2 separate regions of the Mus musculus genome follow, and region 1 is linked to region 2. The links are chromatin contacts, called in public Hi-C maps. All regions are on one chromosome and are shown on one strand. The core of a region is the stretch at or near the end of the contact, and the rest is flanking DNA. Distances in the headings are between cores, read along the strand shown.

Region 1 (3,266 bases), core at 588-3,087, 340 kb before region 2:
AAGTCAGATTCCCCACACCCTCCAACCCTAGGCTCAGCACTGGCCTGAGGGGGCCCATTCCCATCTCATGAAGTCCAGCAGCGTCTGGGTGCCTGGGAGCTTTGAGAACCACAGCCTTGGCTCCAGCCTGTGCGGTTTCTCACCGGGGTTGGGGTCCCCATCTTAGGCTGCCTTCCATCTTCCCTGAGCGAGTATCAAGTGTTCCAGACACCCAGATGGTGATGAAGATGGAACGTAGCCTAGCGCCCCTGCATTTTGTCTTCCGGAGCGGCGTTCACACACCCCAGCGGCGAGGCGGAACATGGACCCACATCTCCACTATATCACTGGGCTTTCCCTATGGGACTTGCTACTCCACTGAATAACAGGGCAGAGGGGCAGTCTCTGAGGGGAAGAGAGCCAGCCCAAGTGGCCCAGTGGTGCTGCCCTCAGGGTTTCCAGTAATAGCAGAGACCAATTCTTTGATGCCCTCAGGAAGAGCATGATGGCAAGACATCTCTGTGGTCACAGACTTGTGGTTCTTCACAAAGCGTGGGTCTGGACTCCCAGCATCCTTCAGTCTGTGTAGGTTCATTCTCTATTGCTCCATCAGACGCCTGCAATTTTAAAGGGCTGATTTCTCTGAGTGAGAGAGTGCGGGTAGAAAGGAGACCTTCGCGTAGTAGAGCACCGTGAAGCTGCGGTGTGACGCTCTCCCACAGAGCCTATTTCCCTGTTTGGATAACGGCAATTTATTATTCCATTGCCTTTAAAGATGGAGTCCATCATTCCGATTAATTTAACTGGGGAAATGTATGCATGTGATCTAATGGAGCAAACAGGCATGGGGAATGATTTTAGTCAGACTGCCCGGAATGGTCTTATTTTAACACAGTACATAATGGCCTCTGCTCACTTAGTAGCCAATTGTTAAACGAGGTGGCCAAGGAAACTGAGTCTGGCCAGGCAGAGAAGAGGCTGGTCCTATCTCTAGTTCTGCTGTAGGCTCCACCCTTGCTCCCAGGTGCCCCCAGCTGAGTCTGAAAATAGGGTCCTGGTTTCTGGGTGTCTGACTATTCCGGGTGGCTTCTGCAGTCAGCCTTGTTATGGACAAGGAAACTGAGGCGACAGGGACTCTCACCTGCCTAAGTCACCACGTCGAAACAGAACATTGACTGGAGGTGGAGTTCTCAGTTCCGGGGCCAGCACCTAACTGCCTTGCCACAGAGCTTTGAACAGTCTGTGAGATGAAAGGGCCCTCTACTGGAAGGGGGAGCATAAAACACTCACAGAGTCCTCACTATAGAGGCTGCGCTTAATCAGACAGTCAGGGAAAGGCTTGCATTGGGAAACAGAAGGAAGACACGCAAAACCCCGGTAAAGAGTGATTACCAGAGGCTGAGATAGAATACATACAGAATTAAAGCACTAGCTCAGTATGCGTAAGACTCTGGCTATATCCCAGGAGGTACAGGAATATAAGAGGAAAAACTGCAGGTAAGGTAGCTCGTGCCTGTTGATCCCAGCATTTGGGCAATGGAAGCAGGGGTATCAGGAGTTCAAGGTCACCCTCTGCTACACAGCAAATTCCAGGTCAGCCTGGCTGGAAAAACTAAGAGTGAGAGGAGATTGGAAAATGACAGAGGAAAAGAAAAGAAAACTGTTAGAGCCTTGAGGTTCCAAGATTGGCGCAAGACACACTATGCCTGCCGGAAACCAGCTTTCTTCCACGGGGACGTCAATACCGCGATGTTCCAGAAGGTGGTGCCAGTGTTTCCTAAACCAGCTCAGCACCTCCGGTAGCACTCTTTACCCTTATCCCATCCTTTGTGGGTAGCTTTGGTTTTAAACAGAAAAAGCCTTCGCCTCAACCCCAGGCTGTGGGGAAAACACGCCCTCTGCTGGCGGACTCAGACCGTGTGTGTGTGTGTGTGTGTGTGTGTGTGTGTGTGTGTGCGCGCGCGCGCGCGTACAGTGCACCCAAGCTGTGCTTTGACAGGAGGATCTGGAGACAGGGAGGTTGAAGGGAACCCAGACCTGGGAGCAAGCCCAACTTCTCTCAGCCAAGGCTCTCTGAATAGATGGTTGTTATTTTAGTCCCTACTGCACAGGCCAGAAATGAAGCTCAGACAGGACGCAGCCTGCTAAGGTGGCAGGCCCATCCAGAGCGAGGCTGGCAAGCCTGGTCTTCCCAGCCTGCTGTCAACAACCCACAAAGCTCCTTGTGTACCCAGTAGTCAGTGCGTTCAGAATGTCACCAGAGGGGGATGACGGAAAAATCCCAGTGCTAATTTGTCTTCGTAGTGTTTGCTTTTGTCCTGAAGGCGGAAGCTGATCCTATTAATTGAGGGTTTCAATTAGTTGCACTCAGGCTAACTCTAGGTTTAGTGCGATCCCTTCCCCTTCCCGATCCCCCAGTGACGAAGTGCCTGTAATCTCCGAGGCTTAATATCCTTTACAGGAACTGTGAATAAGCTTGAGTTTTAGGAAGAGGAAGGCAGTGAAAAAGGAGGCCTCTCATTCCAAGGTCCTTAGTCCCACCCTGCAGTGTCATCCACTGGCTAAAGCTTTAGATGTTAAAGATCAGGCTGAACGTGAAATCTGTCTCTCTGTCTCTGTGTCTCTCTCTCCTCCCTCTCTCTCTCTCTCCTCTCTCTCTTTCTCTCTTTCTCTCTGTTTCTCTTTGTATCTCTCCTCTCTTCTCTCTCTTTCTGTCTCTCGCTTTCTCTGTGTGTCTCTCTGTCTGTCTCTGTCTCTCTGTGTGTCTTTCTCTCTCTTTTCCCTTTCTCGCTGTATCTTGCTGTCTCTGTCGCTCTCTGTGTCTCTCTGTCTCTCTCATCTCTTCTCTCTCCTTTCTCTCTTTCTCTCTCTGTCTCTGGCTCTCTGTCTGTCTCTGCATCTCTCTCATCTCTGTGTGTCTCGCTGTCTCTGCCTTTCTGTATCTCTCTCCTCTTTTCTCTCCCTGTCACATCCTACTTCCCCAGTCTCCCACTCTCTCTTCTCTCTATCCCTTTGTCCATTCCTTCCATCTTAATCTCTTTCCCTCACTGCCTCCTTCTGTCTTCTCTGCATCCTTTTATTTCTTTACCTCTTCCTTCTTCCTAAACTCCTGTGTTCTCCTTTCTCTTCTTTCTCCCATTTCTCTCCTTTCTTCTTCTCCCCTCCTTTCTTCCTTCCTTTGTTTCTCTCTTCCCTCTGTCTGTCTGTCTTTTTTTCTCCAAGGTACTGACTGGTAGGGAAGGTACAGTTACCACAGCTGACACCGAGGAGACCAAAGATTCTTAGAG
Region 2 (3,354 bases), core at 375-2,874:
AAATAAAGCACTCTTTACACAGTAGTGCTGAGAACTGATCTAATGTTCCAGGGCTAACACCCCTAGGCCCCTAGGGCATTGTTCTGCCAGGGCCTTGCTTTGTCTTCATTTCTGACACAATTGCTAAGCCCAGCAGACTTATGTAGCATAAGATCACATGTTGTGCATAGTAATGCCTCTGAATGCCACACAAAAGCTGAGGCACGAGCAACTGAGATCACAGTCCCTCGGGGAAAATCATCAACAAATACAAACTCGTAGCCTGTGTGGGTAAGGAGGGCCCAGCTGTTGATGCAAACTGAGGTAAACACCTTTCTGTAGCAAAGTTGGCTCAGAAAGCAGACAGTCTTCCTGAGAGACATTAAAAGATACAAATAGGGGCTGAGATGACTTAGAGCTTAAGGGCCTGCATTGCTCTTACAGAGGACCCAGATTCTACTCCAGCACCCACACTACCCAGCTTATAATTCCCTGTAACTCATGCTTTGGGTAATATGATGCTTTCTTCTATACTCTGTGGGTACACACACACACACACACACACACACACACACACACACAACACACGCATGCATGAACATGCATGCACACCTACTTTTAGAGCGCGAGTTTAGAATAAAATATCATTCACTGCTAAGAGCAGATCTCGATGAATCCCTTCATCAGAAAGGGTCACCTTCTTGAGCTGTGAAGTAAACAGAATACCCCGTGGTTAATAGGGCCATTATAGAATTATCAGCCAGTGGTGTCAATTACTTTTACAGACCCTTGCGAAACTATTTCTCCTTGGGTTAAAAATGCATAAACAGGTCTGTACTTGGGTGGAAGCTAGATGCGAGAAGGCTTTGGAAATGAGCTACTGCTTGCAAAATGACCGTAAAAGAAAGTCAGGTTGTACTGTGGGATGCCCCCTGAAAGAACCATGCAAAAGCAGGTTAAATCCAAACTAGGTGGCTGTCCGAGGGGTGTGTGTGTTTACAGGCAGTTGAGATTATACTCAGAAAGCTCAGAAAGCTTAACCAAAGTAGGGGTGGGGGCAGCAGCTGGCACTACGTCCCTGGAGTGGTGGATAGGATAGAGAAAGCACAGCACAGACTTGCTCTTAGATCTGTGTGAGCAAAGTCTTGGGCTGCAGGCCCCCCCCCTCACCCCCACCCTCAGGCCCCTCTTGCTGGCTAAGGCCTCTCTGGGCTGTGCTGGCCACGTGTGATCTATTTCAGCCCAATGGATGGCAGTGAAGAAACCCCACTTTTCAATTTTCGTCAAAGCTAAAAGAGAAGCTATAACAAGTAGGCATAAACTGATCCTCAAGTTTAGGACTTAAGTGACATGAGGGAATGGAAGGTTCCTGTGCATCTAAGACCCAAAGACTCCTCACGCCCAGCACTAGAAACCCCTATTTCTCGGTGGCGCTCCCCTGTTTTAGCGCCTGAGTCCACTGCAGGTTAAAAAGAACAAGAGGCTGGGCGAAGGGTGGGCAGCTAGGGTCCGGCTCCATCTCTTCCGCCTCGCCGCGAAGCTGATCACTGTGTCGCCTCGGTTCTCCAGCGCGCGGCGCTGCGCCCGCTTTTATCCAGAGACGCGTCGCTTCGTGCGCTGACAGCGCGGCTCAGCCCGTGGGGCTGGAACCGAGTAGCATTCGTTGAATCTGCGGCTTTCATGACGTCTCCCTGCAAGGTCTATCACTTTGCTCCTAAACGAGGATTTATTCCCTCTGCCACTCAAGGCTGTCCCCCAGTTTCCTCGCAACCGGGCTTCCTCCTCAGTCCCTGCCCACACGCGCACTCCTCTGCCCCGCGGTGGCCCCAGCGCCCAGCCCTCCAGCCAGAGGGAGCCAGTCACCAGACGGCAGCACCTGGCTGGAGAGGTTGGGCGGGCCGAGGGTGGGGATCCGCGGGAACCGGCGAGTCGGAGCTGGAGCAGGAGCTGGACCCAACCGCTAGCAGCAGAATGGAGTCTCCTGAAAGCCTGCCGGGGCTGATGTGAAATTGGACCATCTGCTTCCAGTTGGTCTGTTTCCTCCTTTTCTTGTATTTTCTTCCCTCGCCATTCACCGTGGAGTGAATTATTGAATCTTGCTCCGTTCCGAGAGAGGCGATCAGGATGGAGTGAACCTACCCTGTCCACTACAAGGTAAGCAGTGCGTTTGAGTTGCTGAAAGCGAGGAGCTGGCATGGATCCCAGACAGATGTTCCGTGTCCTAGGATCCTCGAGCCTTCGGGTCCTGGCTGCCAGGTCCCCAGCCCCACTGTGGCTGCTTGCATTCCCTACTCAGCGGAGACATGATGCTGAAGTCCACCAGAGGCAGGAAAAGCTGCCTTTGGTTACATAACCAAAAGGAAATGTGTCTCATAGGGTTTTCATTAGCTGCTTAAAAACTCGCCTGGGTGGGTGGCGGGAGGAGGGGTCTGCCTGCCCTGGGCGCTAGAGAATGGGTCAGTTACTGTGGACCTTGCTCCAGCACCTCTAGTGAAGATCAAACATACAGATGATCCCGCAGGCAGGGGCGGCTGGTGGGGTAGGCAGGGAGAGTTAGGAAAAGCCCATTGTCTTGGTGGAAAGCGGTAGCCTTGTTCTGTTTGGGCATAAAGAGGAGAGGATGCGAAGGAGGAAAAGTGAGCAGAAGGGCGAAATGAACCTGAGACAGGGGAGGACTTCTCATAGTCTTCATCAGTAAACCCGAGATGTGCCGTGCTGATGAAAGACAAGGACTAAGTAAACTAACTGAAAGCAGGGAACACCAGGGTCACACGAAGTGTTTATGGCATTTAGGGGCTAGATGAATCTGCTAACTTAGCTTCTCTCTGGATATGTGTTCATTTGTATCAAGACGTTAAGCTTGGGTTAGTTTTTTAACTGAAATGGTATTCTTATTCCCCACGCCTAATAAGCCCTGGGTGGATCCACAGGTATATATACAGGGTTCAATATGGAGAGAATATTAGAGGGGGAACAGATCTACATAGAAAAGGTCACAGAAACAACCTGAGCTTATTGAAAAGGAAATAACAGAATTTTCCAAACAACCCCTTCTTCACCTCTACTTCCCCCAAAAGGAGAGGACTGAGAGGGGGGAACCCTCCAGTGTCTGGGAGTTTGCAATTCATTATAGCTTCAGTGTGCTCCCAACTGCTTTCTCCAAAGTCTCCGGGTCCTGGGGAGCTCTCAGGTACCGTGTGCTATGCACTTCCGTTCAAGCACTAATGCCCTGGCTAGCTTTCTTTTGGTAAAAAATAAATAAATAAATAAAAATGGAGAAGGACAATGTCCGAGAAAGTGGGCTTGCTACAATCAGGGCTGAGCTAACTAAGCTTCGCCCATTTTGCCTGGAGAAGGAAGGCGCTGAGTCTCCAT

What was found. A called contact is a pair of places that touch in the nucleus more often than the background predicts.
Region 1: a Hi-C map of the N1E-115 cell line shows a contact between it and region 2, with 23 times the contacts expected there. The contact joins the enhancer-like site here to the promoter of Kcnj6 in region 2. A contact is called at or near these places in 11 of 39 promoter capture datasets (cranial neural crest, embryonic stem cells, epiblast stem cells and 6 more), 31 of 484 Hi-C or Micro-C datasets (the AtT-20 cell line, LSK cells, the N1E-115 cell line and 17 more), 17 of 115 datasets of contacts at active chromatin or transcription factors (astrocytes, bone marrow-derived dendritic cells, differentiating embryonic stem cells and 10 more) and 1 of 9 other capture datasets (pancreatic islet).

What each region holds. Positions count from the first base shown.
Region 1 is chr16:95,340,177-95,343,442 of GRCm38.p6, reverse strand. No RefSeq gene overlaps it. Among named protein-coding and RNA genes, the nearest start is that of Gm31641, 82 kb to the right of the region's middle. Within about 2 kb of position 1,837, at least 55 of the 459 cell types and tissues checked have an H3K27ac peak or open chromatin away from gene starts, as enhancers often do. A contact at or near this core is called in the AtT-20 cell line, the N1E-115 cell line, cardiomyocytes and 8 more, where this site is marked.
Region 2 is chr16:94,995,966-94,999,319 of GRCm38.p6, reverse strand. It overlaps Kcnj6 (potassium inwardly-rectifying channel, subfamily J, member 6), which reads left to right and starts at 1,624. Exons shown (of 4, transcript NM_010606.2): 1 at 1,624-2,133. Gm31407 (a long non-coding RNA gene) reads right to left here and starts at 1,092. Exons shown (of 2, transcript XR_385080.4): 1 at 596-1,092.